2 separate regions of the Canis lupus genome follow, and region 2 is linked to region 1. Evidence: chromatin contacts called from public Hi-C data. All regions are on one chromosome and are shown on one strand. The core of a region is the stretch at or near the end of the contact, and the rest is flanking DNA. Distances in the headings are between cores, read along the strand shown. Region 1 holds the start of CALM2 (calmodulin-2). Region 2 overlaps LOC102155086 (a long non-coding RNA gene).

Region 1 (5,925 bases), core at 1,147-3,646:
TCCACTGAAGCTTTCCAAGTATGTGCAGATAGCAGTTACAGAATGTCTTGGTCTTGATGGGCAACCTTCTCCTCAGCAGGCAAGATTTCACCTTGGCCTGCTAAAAATCCTGCTCGCTTACATTTCAAGGCTCCATAAGCCAATGCTTTTCACTGAGAAATTTTAAGGCTTACTGTAGCCTAAGATGATTCTTTCTGGACACTAGTTCTACCAACAACCTTCTTGAGGAACTGCAGTTTGAGCATTAAACCCTAGCTCCTTTCTAACTTCCCAGCAACCCTTGCCTGTGTTTGGCTGGCTCTAGTAATGCCTAAAATCACTGACAGCTCCTCCATCATGACATGCAATCGCATGTCTTTGGGCCTCTGCTCTGTTCTTCCTTCCACCTGGAATTTGCTTCTCTCTTCCTCCTTACCTTTTGCTTGTTTCCTAGGTCATTTATTGTATCAGATTCAGTTTAGGAGTGATCTTCTTTAGAAATCCTTCTGGAACTTCTGTGGCTTGTAAGCTCCCTCTATGGTAACAATTACATTATAGTCAACATCAAATTCATACAGTAGGTGTTCACAATCTGCTTGTTAAGTATTTCAAGTTATGCATACCCTTGCTTATTTGGGGTGGGACCAAAGAGCTAATTAAAAAAAATGCATATGTGTGATAAAGTACACATAAAACTGACCATCTTAGCCATTTTGAAGTGCACAGTTCAGTGATATTAAGCACATTCAAAATGTGTAAACATCTCCACCACCCACCCTCCTAAGTCTTTTCATCTGTAGATCTGAAACTCCATACCCTCTAAACAGTAACTCCCCATTCCCCCTGCTCCACCCTCTGGTAACCACTATCTTATCTAATAATCTACTGGAAAATCCCTGGTAAACTGCTGTCTCTGATTTTAATTACTCTAAGTACCCCACATAAATGGAATTCTACAATATCTTTATCTTTTTGTGACTAGTTTATGTCACTTACCACATGTCCTCAAGGTTCATCCATGTTGCAACACCCTGTAGAATTTCCTTTTTTGAGGCTGAATGATATTCTTAAGTATGTATATGCCACATTTTGCTCATCCATTTATCTACTGACGGACATTTGGGTTGCTTCCAAGTTTTAGCTATATCGAATAACACAGCCTTGAGAATAGGTGTATCAACATCTCTTCAAGATCTTGCTTTCAGTTCTTCTGGGTACATACCTAGAATTGGAATTATTGCATGATATGGCAATTGTCTTTTAATTTTTCACTTTCGTAGTGGTTGTACCATTTCACATTCCCACCAACAGCGCACACGGGCTCCAGTTCCAAGGAGCTGACTCTTAAACATGTCTTTTAAACGTCCACTTAAATCTGAGCGGTCAGAGACCCGAAAGGGCCAATTGATTACAGGGTCCCTCGCTTGTTGGGTACCTACCTTGAGCCAGATACTTGAACGTTTCACATTAACTCTAAAATTCCTATCATTTTAATCCTTACAAAAACCTTTTCAGAGAAGTATTATCACCTCCTCCATTTTATGAGGCTCGAGAGGACTCATCCAAGGTCACACATCTAAGAAAGTGGACCAACCAACACTTGCACCCAGGTCTGACTCCAACCGAGGACCCTGTTATATTCCACGACACCAAAAGGCTATCGGGGCGGGAACTGATCCCACGGGATCCCTGATGCCGTGGTTTCTGAGGGACTTTTCCGGGAAAGCACCCCTCGTAAGATAAGGAGAACCCTTTTGGATTAGGCTCGCAGCTAAGCAGCTGCATTTTCCTTACCTAGGTTTTTATAGGGTTTTGTGAGGGAGTAAAATTGAAAAATGTGTGGCCTCCACGAGGCGGGGAGGCTGGGCGCGGGGTACAGGTTTCCGGGGTCTTTCGGCGTCGTTCTCTCTCCGCCTGAGGTGTTTTCGCCTCCGCCTGTACCGGGGAGAGGCGGGAAAGCGTGTGTGTGTGAGTGTGGGAGGGCAGCATGGGTGGGGGAGAAAGGTTCTCCGGCCAGGCGCAGGGGAAGCGACTCTGCCGCCTGGCGCAGTTGCCAGGGCAGCGCGGCCCGAGCAGCAACGGCAGAAGCCGCACCGCGTCCCGGCGGCGGCTGCGAGCCCCGAGTGACGCATTGCAGGTACGAACCAGCCAATCAGAGGCCGACTCAACGATCCTCGGCCGCGAGCCGCCACCATGATGCTCCTCCGCGCCGCAAAGTAGCGCCCCGCGGGCGCGACTCCACCGGCCGGTACCCGGGCTCGCTGAGCAGTGAAACCCACTTACGTCATCCGCTCGCCCACTTCCCTTTCTCTTTTGCTTCGTCGAGTCCGTAACAGTGGAGACAGGAGTCCGAGCCGAGCTGGAGAGGAGGGGGCTTAGCCGGGACTCGTTTGCGCTGTTCCGTTATCTGGCGTGCGGCGGAGGGATCTGGCGGAGGGAGGTGTTTATGAGGCGCTGGGGGCGGAGGAGGAGAATTAGTCCGAGCGGGGCGAGCGAGCTGACTGGTTGTGTGGCCGCTTCTCGGAGACCGGTAGCGCTTGCAGCATGGTGAGTGCGCCGCTGAGCTGCCGGCGCTCGGCCTGAGGGGGGACGAGGCTGAAGGAAACTTGTCTGGGGGGGTACGTTGCTCCCCCCACCCCCTTCCGGAGTGGTCTTCGCCGGAAGGTTGGCGCGAAAGAGCCTGGGGGCGCCGCGGCGGCTGCGTCGCAGGTGCTCCCCATCGCCGTCCTCCTCCGGGAGGAGCGCTCTAGCGCTGTGGGGGCCGGGAGCGTTGCCCGCGAGGCGGCGGAGCTCCTCAGGGGCTCGGCGGGGTGAGGCGGAGGGCGGTTCCGGGCGGGGGGCGGCCCAGCACATGGTGCAGACGAGAGAGTGGAAGGGCGCGGGGAGCGGGCGGGCAGGCGCCTCGGGTCGGGCATCTCGGAAGGTCAGTGCCGGGGCCGGATTCAAAAGCCCAACGGACGGTTAGTGCTGGCGCCAGGAAGCGCCTTTGTCCGCTCGCGGCCGCCATGCGCCGAGGGGGCGGGAGGGAGCGCGAGGCCCGGGGCGAGCGCCAGCGCCGCCGTTAGCCCGCATCCCCCGCGTGCCGGGCGGGGGGCGGGGGGCGCGCGGGCGGGCGCGGCGCGCTGTGTGGGCCGAGCCCGCGCGGCGCGGGGAGCGGCCGGGGGGGGGGGGGGCGGGGCGGCGTGGCCGGGGCCGCCGCCCGCTCGGCTCGCGCCCCAGCTGCTGCGCTGGCACCTGCAGGGCTGCGGAGGGCGCGGCGGGGCCGGCCGGTTGGGGATGGGTGGGGGGGGAGGGCGGCCTGGCAGGTTCCCATCCCCCTTCCCCCCCCTCCCCCGCTCCGGGTGGCGAGAAGGAAGCTCGGTTGATCCTGAATCTTCCCCACTCCATCTGGGGCCTTTTCCTGCTCCCCGGGCTGGACATTGAACAACAAATTTATCTTAAGTGGCTCCGTCGTTGGTTGAAGGGAATGAGCTTTTTATACCTGAAGTCTGGCGCATCCTCTGCGCGTCTCGTTACAGCCCTCTGCTCCGGCTTGGGTCTGAAAGGCTCTCTAGTCGCTCACCGAAGGCAGGCTTCGGCGCGACTGGCTTTTATCCTCCCGTAAGCAGCGTCTGTATTCTATGGAGGACCCACGTGCACTCCTGATGTTAACCACAGCCTTGCCCCCGCTCCAGCTCCAGCTCCAGCTCCGTGGAAAAGGAGTCGTATTTCCGTATAGAAAATGCTAGACCACGGTTACATGCCGTCCAATGCATTTGCACAGTAGTGGCTGTCAAATACTGTAGTGAAGGAAGGGTGTACCGGGGGCAGGGGGAGCAGGGGATTTTTCAAAAGCATTTTCCTGTCATCAGTTGAGACCGGAACTCCTGGTTTTTTTTTCCTGCTTAAAAAAAAAAAAATCTAATGAGGGCGGTAATTTGCAATACCTATTTTGTGTTTCCGTCTGCCAAGTGGTTACAGCGATGGGTGTGTCTAGAAGGCAAGGTGACATCTTAAACAGGAGTTGGGAGTCCTTGCCAACTGAAACCTCCAGCTTGTATGGGTGTGGGGAGAGGAGTTCACCTTGGTTAAAACTAGTGTTCATTCAAGTTTGATGCATTCATTCTATTTTGATTTTTTAAATTATTTTTTCCTGACTTCAAACATACTGGTTGGATTTACTTTCAGATTACATTATAAGCATGGAATCAAGGTTCTAAATTGTGCAATAAGTTTTTAAAAATGTTTTTAAATGAACGGTAAAATTTTTACCTAATCAGTCTCATACTTGAATCAGGAACTCGAATAGATTTTCTGGGTGATGTATACAGTTTTTAATCTTGCTTTCATGGTCCTTGCCAGTGATAAGCTTTTCTAGTTACTGTTTACATCATTGGTGCTTTGGGGGTTTTGAGTTAGTTAGATTGACAGTCATTATTAAGTAAAATTAATTTGGAAGTTGTCTTAAAGCAACATAATAATTATAAGACCTGGAGAAGATTTAAAATTAGGGCTCTTATCAAGTTTAAAGAATAAGAATTTGTCTTGGGTTTACATGTAGTTGATATTGAAAGGGCTGGGGATTGCTTCAAGAAGACTTTGGGGCCTGCCTAATAAGTAGAAGACAGGAAGAGGTAGAAAGTTTTGTGCTTGTCTAAATAATGTTTATTGTGTCAAATTGTAAGGAGATCAGTTGGTGTTACACTCAAGTATGGCCCTGTTAAATACATAGAAAGTTCTAGATTTAGGTACAGCAATCGAATTAGGCCTTTAGTAAAGGTCCTAATTTCTCTGAAGTAATTTGTCTTCATGGTTTTTCTTGGTGTAAGATGCTATGTAGTAAGTGCTATTCTGTCAGAATTAGGGTATCTGTTAACTCTACTGAAATATTCTAAAGACTGCTTTTGATAAAGGTAAAACAATTACCCTGACTTCTGAAATTGTAGAAAAAATTTTACTTAATGAAGCCTTTGTTGTATCCAAGTAGAACTTGGAATAAAAATGAATGAATGAATGAATGAAAGCTAAAAGTTTGTATCTGTTTTAAACCTGTGGATTCAAAAAAAAAAAATAAACCTGTGGATTCATACATTTATTCAGATAAGACTTTTGGATTATTTTTAAACTGCTGTTCACTAGATAAACTCCCAAGAGTATCCATATCCACTTTGAACGCTGTTTAGGAAATGTTTGATAGGTATATATAATGTATTGACTTTTCAGATCACCCATTAGTCTAGATTAATGTTTCCAGTGTTTACAAATCACCTGTGGTTCTTAAAAATGCGGATTCTGTTCTAGTTCAGTAGGTCTGGTGTGGAACCTGAGAGTGTCCTAGTGCCCGGAAGCTTTTCTCTCCAGTGATGAACCGGAGGAGGAATTCCATCAATTGTTAGAGAAATAAAGGAGTAAGAACTAGTTACCTCTCCAGTGGATTATTATTTACTTTACCGAGATAAACACACATGTTAATGAGCTTGAGTTTTCCCAAAAGTATAATTCTTATAGTTCTTCTAACTAAGAAAATGGCACTCTCCATAGACAGAAATAAGAACCAAATTTATTTGCATGTAGTTGGAAATGGCTTACAAATTAGTGTGCTAGGGAGTGGTGTGTTTTGCTTTTAGTAGGCCTTAATCTGAATGTTGCTGGTAAAGTTTATTTTAAAACCTTGGATCTTGGATTAGTAGTAAATATAAAAACTGCTTTAAGTTTTTTGAAACATTGCAAGTAAAATCAAGGAGCGCTTTTAAGGCTATATGAGTAACAGCATTCTGTTTGATAGTTCATTCCTTAAAGTACATTTGTGACTTTTTCTGTTTCTTTTCCTTTTTGGGGGGTGGGAGGCAGGGCAAAGAGGGAGAGGGAGAGAGAATCTAAAGAAATCTCCATGCCAAGTGGGAAACGCAAAGCAGGGCTTAATATCTCAACCTTCAGGTCAGATCTTGACCTGAGCTGAAATCAAGA
Region 2 (5,925 bases), core at 1,729-4,228, 120 kb before region 1:
GAAAGCTGTTCCCTGACTACTACAGATTGTGTTTTCTTCTTAGCCCAAGGCTCAGAACCCACTGGGTGTGAGGTCCTTCAGTACGGGGACAGTGGAGCTGCTGCTGACCGCAGTGGGGTTCGGGCTCTTCTGAGAGGTGCATGCTGGCTGGGGTCTGAGAGGTTGTCAGCTCTGACTGTGGAGGACAAAGGAGACTTCTAACCTATGGGTGGTGGGGTGGTGGGGCAGGAGCGGGGCCGGGAGCCTGGAAGACCTGTCACTCCCTGTTCGGCCACTAAAGGGCGCTGTTGCTCTACAGGGCAGAGCCAGGCTGGTGACAGCCATCACTGTGAGCAACCAGGCCCAGGGGTGACACGCTCTAGCTACGTTCACCGAGTGCCAACCGTGTGCTAGGCACTTTGAATACTCTTAATTCCATAATCACGCAAGAGAAGAACGATGAAACCTATTTTACAGGTGAGGGAAAGGGGATCAGAGAGATTAAATGACATTTTCAAGGTCTTATGGCTAGTAAATGGCTGCTGAGTCAGATTTCAAACTCAAGTCTGCCTAAATCCACAATTGGCACCTTCCCCCTGGGCACCCCCTCAGCACTAGTGCCAAATCTTGTCACTCTTGTCCTCATAGCAGCCTCCTACCAAGGCGGTTGCCCACGGCACAAGCTCCCCTCATGGACTTTAGCTAATTTTGATTATCCAAATTAATACAGAGGCTACTGACTTCGGTATAAAATTTAAAACTGGGTTATTAAGATGATTCATTTGAGTCCAAAGACCATTCTTCTGTGTGTGGGGAGGAGGGGAGGGACAAGAGATTTGCCCTTCCAGAGCCCTCTCTTCTGGTCGTCTGCAATCCCACCCCCTCGCCCTGCCAGCCCTCATGCAGATGCTACTGTGCTTCCCTGCAGACTTGATCAGATCAGTCCTGCCCTTGAGCAGCTCCTGCAGCTCCCAGGAAAGTCCCCCTCCTTAGCCAGCACCCAAGGCCCTTCATGAGCTGGAACCTGCTGTGCCACATTATCGCCCACGCCTACAACACATAGCTCACAAACCCGCACTCGCAGCTCCAGCCCCGTGAGCACTGCACTCCCACCCCTCAGAGCTGCCGGCTCCCTCTGCACCGCAGAATCCTGAAGCTTCCCACCGGGTGATGTAAGAATGAATAACCCCAGCGAGGCTGCTGGGACCGTGCTGACCCACAGGGGGAGCCCAGGAATCTTCCTTGCGGCCCCTTTCTCTGCCCGTGGAAATGTACAAGGACAATAACAACCACAAAAGCAGCTGCACGCGGTGTAAGGCTCCATACAGTGCAATCCCCGGTAAACATTTCCGGAATAGGCAAATGTCCTCAGGCTGACACCAAGGAAGGCATTTACTGTACTGTTTTTTTTTTTCCTGTGCCCATGGTGAGCTCCAAGGTGACTCAAACACCATCTGGAGGCTAACCTCCTCGAGGCCAGCGGCAGGATTGTGAACCTCTGGGTAACCTCCCCGGTGTGACACAAGCACTGGGCCTTTAGCAATGTCCTTTCGAAGATTGTTAGTTGGTCAATTAATTATTGACTGGGTGCGTGAGCAGCAGTCTGGATGGGCAGGTCATTTCAGGGTAGCATTATCTGAAACAGAAACAGCATTGTTTTAAGAGCCTGTTGAAGCCCTGAAGAAATACGGTAGTTTCTCCTTCCTGTTGCAGGAGAGGGCTATTTAAAACCACAGGGCATTAGATCCAGAAGGCCATGAGGCCGCAAGTGAGCAGCTTGATCTGAGCACTCTCGGCTGGGGGGGCTGACATGCTTAGGTGTGGAAATCAGAAGGACTCACCCTCTGGTTTGGACAGCCACTCCTTGGCCCACTCTCTTCTCTTATTTCTGTTTAGTCTTCTTTTTTTTTTTTTTTTTTTAAGATTTTACTTATTTATTTATTTAACAGAAAGAGAGAAAGAGCACAAGCAAGGGGTAGTAGCAGAGGGAGAGGGAGAAGTAGATTTCTTGTTGAGCAGGGAGCCCGACGATGTGGGGCTCCATCCCAGGACCTGAGCTGAAGGCAGATGCTTAGCCACCCAAGCATCCCTCAGTTTAGTCTTCTTATTCTGAGATTCAAAGAGACAAAGTCCATAGGGTGTTTCCCCAGGTTCCAAAAAGTCCAAAATAGACAGGCTGGAATTATGGGACTCAGGCTCTTCCAGGAAGGGTTGCCTCAGAGCAGATGAGAGATCAGGATTCTGTTCTCAGTGCAGGCTCCCCTGACTCTAGCCCAATCTCACTCTCACCCGTAGGGTTCCAGCTTCCCCCCATCCAATGTCACGGGGAACTTACCTACTCTGGGTTGGCATGTCAGGTAAATTTTCTGTCAATATGCATTGCCTTTCCCTGTTCTGCAGCTTTAGTATCAGTTGGTCAGCCTCATAATCTCGAGTTATCAAATGCCCTTTGAACTTGTAAATATGTTATATACAACTTTCTCTTGCCTTCTTAGTAACTGTCTATTATTTTTTTATTTTATTATTTTTTTTAGTAACTGTCTATTATATGACATTTAGACTATCTGGGTGGTCTTAGGGCACCTGGGTGGCTCAGTTGGTTAAGTGTCTGACTCTTGATTTCAGCTGAGGTCATGATGATCTCAGAGTCCTGAGATGGAGCCCTGTGTCAGGCTTTGTGCTCCACAATGAGTCCGCTTGAGATTCTCTCTTTCTTCCTCTCCTTCTGCCCCCACCTGCCTTGGCCCCGCTTGTGGGCACTCTCTCCTCTCTAAAATAAATAAATCTTTAAACTATCTGGCTGGTCTCGTATACTTTATCTCCTTTAGAACCACAGGAAAAAACTGATTGCTATCATTCCCATGAGAGATAGGGACTCCCTAGGATCTTGTCCAAGGTCACCTTGCAAGGTAGTGATAAGCAGGCCCTCTGGCTCCTGTATCAGTGGCCCTACCAGCAAGAGTTCTGTCCAGGCTGTGTAGAAGCCCCAAAGATCACATGCAAATGTGTTGCTATGGCAGCTGGCAAAGACAAAGCAACTGCAGAAGCTGGCACAGGTGGGCAGGTGGGTGTGGACAGTGGTGTCCAACCAGGCAGAGGATTCTAGAGACAGAGGCTGCTAAGGGGTTGGAATTTTGGGGCTGGAAAGGGCTCCCAGCTCCCAAATATCATCTCTGCTGCTTGAAGGTCCCTTAACAGAGAATAAAGTCTTATAGTCCAAGTTGAGAGGCATGGGTGCTTCTTACTGGCTATACACTTACCCTGAAACTGTTTAATCATTTGTTAGAGATTTAAATAGTACTTGTTGTATAGTGTTGTGTGGATTTAATTTAAAATTGCACATAATAGGCTTAGCACTGTGCCTAGCTTATACTGTTCAACAATTGGCTGTTAAGGTAAACATGCAGACTGTGGGGGGGGAGGTTGTGGTGTTTTTTATGTTTCCTTTTTGCTTCTCTGGGTTTTCAGCAAATTAACACTTTTGTAGTAAAAAAGATTTTTGATAATTAAAGTGTTAATACCAACATATGCTTTTGATCTATTACAAAGATGACTTATTGACAGACCAGAGAAAGACATCTAAACTCTTCTTTTATTATTATTATTACTACTACTATTATCTTTTTTTAAATTTTATTTTTATTTATTCATGAGAGATACACAGAGAGAGGCAGAGACACAGGCAGAGGGAGAAGCAGGCTCCATGCAGGGAGCCCGATGTGGACTCCATCTTGAGACTCCAGGATCACGCCCTGAGCTGAAGGCAGAGGCTAAACCGCTGAGCCATCCAGGCGTCCCTACTATTATTCTTATCATCTTAAGTAGGCCGCATGCCCAGCATGGAGCCCATCATGGGGCTTGAGCTCACAACCCTGAGATCAAGACCTGAGCTGAGATCAAAAGTCCAATGCTTAATCAACTGAGCCACCCAGGTGCCCCTGGATTCTTTTAGGAATTGTCTTTCCCTCCCGGGGAGGGCTAGCTTTCAAATATTTTAACCACTGTCCCCAGCACAAGACCAGACACCCCCACCTCCCGCCATAGCATTGAACAGGCTCTGACCTACACACTCTGAGCTTCAAAGGCTGGACTGGTTGATTGTGAAAGATTGCAAAAGTTGGTGAGGGAGGTGCCACAGGGACGAGGCTTCACAGTCATGGTCCGTTGTGTGATATAAAGAAGTGAGCTCTCTGTTGGTTGGGACTCCGCTCTGTTGCTTCAAAATGCACAGAGATTTCACACTTTCTTTCCAAACAAAGGCTAAGAAGTTAAGAGGTTCTGCCTCAGAGTGTGGGGTTTTAGAGGAGTAGACAACGGAGACACAGAAGAGGTTGCCCTCGGAATGGTGCAAGTGTTCACATGGACCTGGGAGCCACCCCTGCCCAAGAGGAGAGCCAGTGTCACCTGAGCGGCACTTCTTTGCCATTTCAGTGGGCATCTGGCTGTCCAAGAGGCTGCTGTTCCCTTTAGCAAAGCGCTCACCATATTGAGGTCTGTGACAGCAGCCAGAGGGAAACGGATGACCCAAGCTTTTCAGGAAAGAACAGAATGTGGAAGAATAATGAGGAGATTCAATGTTGGGCAGGGCAGGAGACCCTGGCTCTCTAGGCTCAAGGGCAGGTGGCTGCATCCTGTTGTGTCTTTGATGTCAATGAGGCATCGATACATGTGTCCCCAGAACTCACTACCATTTGTCCCAGCAGGCTACCCATCAAACATGCATAAAGCCAGGGCACCCTGCTCTCTTTCACACAGCTTGGCCTCCCTGCTGCCTGCCCCTCCAAGACTGAGCATTTTCTAAGATCAGTGGGTTCAGGAAACAAACCCTCCTGGGGACTGCTCAAGATATAGCAATGCTCTGCAACAACAACAACAAAAGTGTTAATACTCAGACATATAGAAAAAGAAAGATATGATTCAAATGTGTACTAGGATTTAAATAAATGGAAGCAGCACTTTCCAGAGAGAAAAATGGTAGGATCTGCATCTATTGAAACCTACTAGATGCGTGATACTCTGTGCAAATTTTTGTTTAATTATTACAGCAACCCTATCAGCTAAGTGCTATTATTTCAGTTAGGTCTCATTTTTATCCCCATTTTATAGATAAAGAAGCTGAGGCTCAAATGGGTTTTGTAACTGGCCCAAGTGCACATAATTAGTTGGGAATTGAATCCAGATCTGATTGCAAAGTCTGTAGTCTTTCCAATAGCTCTTTTTAAAAAAAAGATTTGAGAGAGAGAGAGAGAGAGAGCAGGGGAAGGGGCAGAGGGAGAGATTTTTTTCAAGCAGACTCCTTGCTCAGTGCAGAGCTCAATGTGGGGGTCCATCCCATGACCACCAAGATAACAACCTGAGATCATGACCTGAGATCATGACCCAAGCCAAAACGAAGAGCTGGATGCCCAACTGATTGAACCACCCATCTGCCCCTCCAATAACTTTTCAAGTTAACTGGAAGGGTAAAATGGGAATGGAATGAGGGTGAGGGGATTAAGGAAGATAAGCAGGGAGCTGGGGACACTGGACACAAAAAGTTAAGTGGGCAGAGGCACCTGGGTGGCTCAGTCAGTTGGGCATCCAACTCTTGGTTTTGGCTCAGGTCATGATCTTAGTGTCATGAGACTGAGCCACACATTGGACTCCCCACTCAGCAGGGAGTCTGCTTGAAATTCTCTCTCTCTCTCTCTCTCTCCCTTTGCCTCTCTGCCCCTGCATGCTCTCTTTGTCTCTCCCTCTCTCAAATAAAAATAAATAAATAAATAATAAATCTTAAAAAAAATTTAAGTGGGCACATAAAAGGGAAGTGAAAAGCAGAGTGGGGAGGATGGCAGTATCTTAGAGCAAAGTTGCCCAATTTCACAAATGTTCAGATGGAAGATTAACATGTACAGCTCCAGTGATTCTGTTTAATCTTCATTTAAATTTTTTTTTTTAATTTTACAG

The links. A called contact is a pair of places that touch in the nucleus more often than the background predicts.
Region 2: a contact with region 1 is called in a Hi-C map of skin fibroblasts, with 4 times the contacts expected there. The contact joins the enhancer-like site here to the promoter of CALM2 in region 1. A contact is called at or near these places in 2 of 9 Hi-C or Micro-C datasets (amygdala and skin fibroblasts).

What each region holds. Positions count from the first base shown.
Region 1 is chr10:50,362,623-50,368,547 of UU_Cfam_GSD_1.0, reverse strand. It overlaps CALM2 (calmodulin-2), which reads left to right and starts at 2,396. Exons shown (of 6, transcript XM_038551229.1): 1 at 2,396-2,526. The coding sequence starts at 2,524. LOC102155086 (a long non-coding RNA gene) reads right to left here and starts at 2,095. Exons shown (of 8, transcript XR_005365900.1): 1 at 1,774-2,095; 2 at 976-1,201; 3 at 416-514.
Region 2 is chr10:50,484,899-50,490,823 of UU_Cfam_GSD_1.0, reverse strand. It overlaps LOC102155086 (a long non-coding RNA gene), which reads right to left. Exons shown (of 8, transcript XR_005365900.1): 7 at 1,446-1,615. All of the region lies in intron 1 of LOC106559416 (a long non-coding RNA gene), which reads left to right. Among named protein-coding and RNA genes, the nearest start is that of EPCAM, 52 kb to the left of the region's middle. Within about 2 kb of position 2,978, at least 4 of the 20 cell types and tissues checked have an H3K27ac peak or open chromatin away from gene starts, as enhancers often do.